Regions from separate parts of the Zea mays genome. Here region 1 is linked to region 2. The links are chromatin contacts, called in public Hi-C maps. All regions are on one chromosome and are shown on one strand. The core of a region is the stretch at or near the end of the contact, and the rest is flanking DNA. Distances in the headings are between cores, read along the strand shown.

Region 1 (2,700 bases), core at 39-2,538, 99 kb before region 2:
AGGGTTTTTCTTACACGGGAAATCCAAACCGAATCCCGCTAGAACTTTGGAAAAGGTCAAGGTTTAGCGAAGGGAAAAGAAAAAGAAAAGGTAACGCCCGAATTTTGGCGAGTAAAGAAAAGAAAAAAATTCAACTGCAAAAATTCGGGGCGTTACAGTGGGCTACGGGCCAGCCCGACACGATATAGTTATATCCTTGTTGTGCTTGGCCCTGAAATGCGGCACGACCTGTCAACCTAACGGGCCCAGACATGTCGGGCCAGCACTGTCTACCCGTTTGGACATGTATATCGGCTACGACCCACTCTCACATACTACTGTACTCTTACTGCATAAACAACCGCCGCTGCTGTGAAGACAAACAACTTTATACGGTAGAGGAGGAATTTTCCCATCTGTTCGGGTCTGTTTTCATCTCGAGTGGAGACTCTCGCATCCACTCCAATCCATCGCGCAGCAGCGAGCGGTAGGGTTGGGCATTCGGTCTATTAGGGTAATTCGGTTCGGTCTATTTGAGTTTTTGAAATTTCGGATTCTAAAAAATGAGAACCGAAATTTTCAAAATAATTTTAGGAACCGAACCGAATAGACCCACAATTTCGGTTCGGTCTATTCGGTTCACCGAATAGACCCGAATAGTAGAGAGACTAGTATCTTTTGTTAAAATATATACAATTAATAATTAATTAGAAGTAATATATTACAACAAGTGACTATAGACATAGCATACTGAGATATATATACTATCGTTAAGATGATATCATAATTTTTAGCTAATAAATTCATACATCATATAATAATATCATCACATACTTAGAAATCGAACCAGAATTCATACCCTGAAATATAGCACATATTAAACCGAATCCGGTTTAGGTTCGGATTCATGTTTCGGTTTTAAAATGCGCACCCGTGGCCAGCAGGCAGCCAAGCCAACGCTGGAGTTGGCGGATCGCACGGTGATCCGACGCCGACTGGTGGGACCCGACCGGCTTGTTTGGCAGCGACAGCACGGTCCAAGTCCACGTCGGATCCATCCGCCAACTGCCAAACGGTCCCACAGGCTCCCACGGCCCGCATGCCAGATAGCCAGCTCAACGTGGCCTCGTCGCTGCATTCAACTCAATACAGAAACCCTGGTCTGAAAGCCCTCACTCCAAATCTCGCGCACTGTCAGCTGACGCCACCGCCTGCGCCAGCCCTCGCCAAGCCGGTGAAAACCTCGTGCCCTCCGCCGCCTCCGCCCGCCTCTTCCAGAGTACCGCGGTCTCATCTCCTCCCGGGACGGGCATGCAGAGCACGGCTGCCATCGGTCTCGTTCGGCCATGCGCCGCGCGGCCACTCCCCACCTACCCTAGCCCACGGCGCGGCGCCGGCGCGTGCAGCGGCGCCGCACAGCCGATCCTCGCGCCCCGCGGCCTCTGCCTCTCCGCCCGCGCCAGCCTACTGCCGGACTCGCCGCTGGAGGAGGAGTACCGGAGATGCAGGGCCGGCCGGCACGTGGCCGCGGCCGGGAAGGTGGCGGCGGCTGATGGGGCCGTAGAGGAAGCGGGGGGAGGGCTCGTCAAGACGCTGCAGCTGGGGTCGCTCTTCGGGCTCTGGTACCTCTTCAACATCTACTTCAACATCTACAACAAGCAGGTGAACTGACTGACGAAAATCACTGGCGTCTCCCTGTCCCTGTGTTGTGCGACGCGTTGCATTCCTGATGCGCGAGCAACCCAATTGCTGGCCTCACCTCTGGTTAGTTACCGCGGACGAGTGATTTGGTTCTGATCGACTAGAGCAAGTGTGGTGATTTTGATTATTTTGGTGCATGCGTGCAAAGGACAGATCCTTCTATTAGTTTCCAATTTCCTTGATCTAAACTTAGTCAAGGAGAGACCCTGCGTGCTATGTTGAAAAGCGGCCCATGGACTGTTCATGTTTCTTCCAATTGTCCTTTCCATGTGGTGGTGTACCTATGTCTAAACATCACGTAATTTTCTTTGTCCATATGTCAAAATTATCTTCCTGTATCATCTTCCATCCATCAGGTTAAGTGAAGACTCAAGAGCCAATTGACCTTGACCTTTTTTATTGAGAAATTTATGAATAAGTTATCACAGATGTCTTTTTTTATCCTCATAATCTGAAACTAAATATAGGTCATCCCGCTTTCTGCGTGGCTGCAAAACAAATCGCTCCAACCCATCATGATCTGTAACCGATACAAGCTCCACATGCTACACAGAAAGAAAACTGCCTCATACCACACATTTCTAGACAAGATTTTGCTTAACTTTATAAAATACAGCCAAGTTTAGGTAGTATCTACATTGTAGTTTTAACCATACTCAATGACGATTACAATAAATTTGATGCTTGCTTTGTATATCTGAAGATACGAAGTATATGTACTTTTTAAAAGTTGTACAGAGCATCAATCTTTTCAAGGATCTGTTATATGCACTCCAGACTGCACCCATCTGATGTGTTTTCAACTTCAAGTCATGATACATACTTACATAGGTGTTCCATATCTGAGGTTAATTTTTTAGACTACCATTTCTCTGTAGTTTTAAGGGTTTTAAATTTTTTAACAGGCTGTATGCTCAAGACAATCTGGCTTCTATATTTCAGTGTTTTGACATGTCACCTATGTTTTTTGGTGGCTATGTTGAGGCAATATTTTACTTGTCCGGTTGTAACTAGCCTAAG
Region 2 (2,700 bases), core at 157-2,656:
AGATATCAAATTATAATTATGGACAGGTTAGCTTTAGAAGAGTTAATCTAGTAGACATAGGAGAAATAAATATCTAACTATAGAAGTATGCGACTTGGTATAATTAATGTTGTTACTGCGTAGTAAATATTTATACAAAGCTGACGCAACTCGAACGGATCGAATCAGAGTTAAAATGTGATAGTTATGAATTTTACAAGTTTCTAGATATATAAATATTATTTTTATACCTAAAAACAATTTGGGATTTATTTTAATAGATTTTGGACCGAGAAAACAAAATCCTGAGAGTTTAGGGGCTAACTCGTGAAAAACAGGGCCTAAGTGTAGTTATCTTTATACATGTGGGGATGGTGCATTAGTTTAGATAAAGATCAAGGCCTTTTGCAACTTTCGCATGACCGAAGGGGTATCACTACACCTCGGTCCTCCAGATTAGATCTAGCAGTCGGCATTTAATGCACGAAGGGTATGCAATGCCGCCCGCCGATCTAGAGATCTACGGCCAGCAATTCAACCACGATATCAGTTAACTCCTGCCATCGGATCGTAGATCGGTGGTTATCGTTGAAACGGTATGAATCTCTTTTAATCCGGGCCACACAATCAAATCCAAAGGTTCAATAGATGCCCAAGCTCAGCTCTAATCCCCACCCTCCATCACCAATCGGACAACCCAAGCTTCGTCTTCAACCTCATGCCAAAGCACGATGCCGCAGGGCCTTCCCCCGCGGTGGGATCTATCGCACGAGTCATGAGGTCAACTCGGCACTCAAATCCTACCAACCGGATGGTCCCACACGATGCAAGCGGAGGTAGCGAGGGGAGCCGTGGTGTTCTTACTAGTTCTTGCGCCGCAGTCCGCAGACCATCGCCCATGGCATCCCGCAACTCCACGGTGGTTGAAGTGCTCCGGTGAGGAAATTCTCGGACGCCCAGACCACCCACACGAGCATCCACCACGCCGACCCCAACGCATCCAGTCGAATGCGTCCGACCACCTAGTAGCAGCCAAACGATGGCAGGTGCGGGGGAAAGCAGCAGCAGTGACCCACACCTTCTCTCTTCTCTCAGATCGATGACAAGGCCCACCCTGTGCCCCGCATTGCTTTGCGGTGTCCCCAAGTTCGCAATTAGATGGACGAGGGGGGGTTAACGGATGCTCTTATAGAGGTATGGAGGGAAGTTTGCGCCAAGGAGGTAGCAGGGAGGCGCGGAGTTCTGTTACGGAGCCCGCGATCTCGGCTAGGAGGACGAACCTGACTGAAAGGGGCACGCTAGTCGGTGACCGTAATTGAGTCCACGAATGACTAGGAACGCGCCAGACGAAGTGGCCCCACACATCAAACACACAGCGCGCAGGAGCCCATGCATGACCAGTGCTGGCGGGTGGGCCCCACGTGATGGTGGCGCGCCCCAGCGTCAAGGCACAGCGCCGGCGCGTGAGTGGAGCAGGGCAGCCAGCGTGGGGAGCGAGTGGGCCGACCTGAGATGATTTCGGCCCAGTCTGCACAAGTTGATTTTCTTTTATTTCTTTTAATTCCCTTCCTATTTTAGCTTTTATTTTCAATTTAAGTCCAGATTTTGAAATGTAAGTTCCCATTTAGATGCAACAACCGAAATAGTCCCAACATGATGCAATAATATTTTATTATTTATTTTATTATTTTGAATGGTATTGATGCTTAATACATGAGAGCGAGAAGAAGAAAATAATTCACTTATATCAACAATTGAAAATCTTTATGGTTATTAAAAGATTTTAAATTTTAATCTCTAATTTTGAGACCTTGCTAATTAAAAATATAATAGTGACATATACTTATTATTATTATATTTTTATACTAACTATCATATTTCAAATGATGCAAATGTGTTGTACACACACAAAGAACTTTTAATTTTCATGAGATACATTGTTTGTCCAATTAAAATCTTATCCAACTTAATGTTTTATGATCATTTATTTTGTATGATCTTTATGGAGAGATAATTTAATTTAAATCTTATGGAGAATACTTCTGAGGATATAATTCAATGAAACTATAAATTTTATATGAGGATCTTTTATTCAAATTTCTTGTTCTAAACCATAATTAGTTAAACCTTAGGACGAACTTTGATAGATTACCCAAAATATGATTTTAGGGTGTTTACAAATTCTACCTTTCATCTTAACTTGTCTCAAAAAATTGAGTACAAATGCAATCATACAAGAACTCCAGCATGGAATGCACATTCACGTATTTATTTATTTGTCATTTGACTACTTTAATTCCTTTAGTTGATTATTGGAAGGGAAATAGGGTCAAACCTTTTCCTAAATGATTTTGGTGGTTGAAATGCCCAACACAAATAATTGGACTAACTAGTTTGCTCTAGATTATATGTTCTACAGGTGCTAAAGGTTCAACACAAACCAATAAAAAGATCGAAGTTAGGGTTCAAAAAAAGGAGCAAAAGAAACCGAAGAACCCTGGTCTAGCGCACCGGACTGTCCGGTGTGCCACTGGACAGTGTCCGGTGCAGCACCGGACAGTGTCCGGTGCACTAGGGAGGATTGACCTCAAACTCTTCACCTTCGGGTTTCTCCAGGCGCACTCCGCTATAATTCACCAGACTGTCCAGTGTGCCACCGGACTGTCCGGTGCACCAAGCGGAGCAACGGCTATCAGCACAACGGTCGACTGCGCAGTGCCC

Evidence for each region. Hi-C and Micro-C count contacts between places; a contact is called where the count stands out from the background.
Region 1: a contact with region 2 is called in a Hi-C map of leaf, with 5 times the contacts expected there. The contact joins the promoter of LOC542344 here to the enhancer-like site in region 2. A contact is called at or near these places in 2 of 25 Hi-C or Micro-C datasets (endosperm and leaf).

What each region holds. Positions count from the first base shown.
Region 1 is chr7:86,465,580-86,468,279 of Zm-B73-REFERENCE-NAM-5.0, reverse strand. It overlaps LOC542344 (plastid phosphate/phosphoenolpyruvate translocator 2), which reads left to right and starts at 1,288. Exons shown (of 9, transcript NM_001111923.2): 1 at 1,288-1,641. The coding sequence starts at 1,291.
Region 2 is chr7:86,366,512-86,369,211 of Zm-B73-REFERENCE-NAM-5.0, reverse strand. No RefSeq gene overlaps it. Among protein-coding and RNA genes, the nearest start is that of LOC100383802, 14 kb to the left of the region's middle. Within about 2 kb of position 1,406, at least 16 of the 20 cell types and tissues checked have an H3K27ac peak or open chromatin away from gene starts, as enhancers often do. A contact at or near this core is called in leaf, where this site is marked.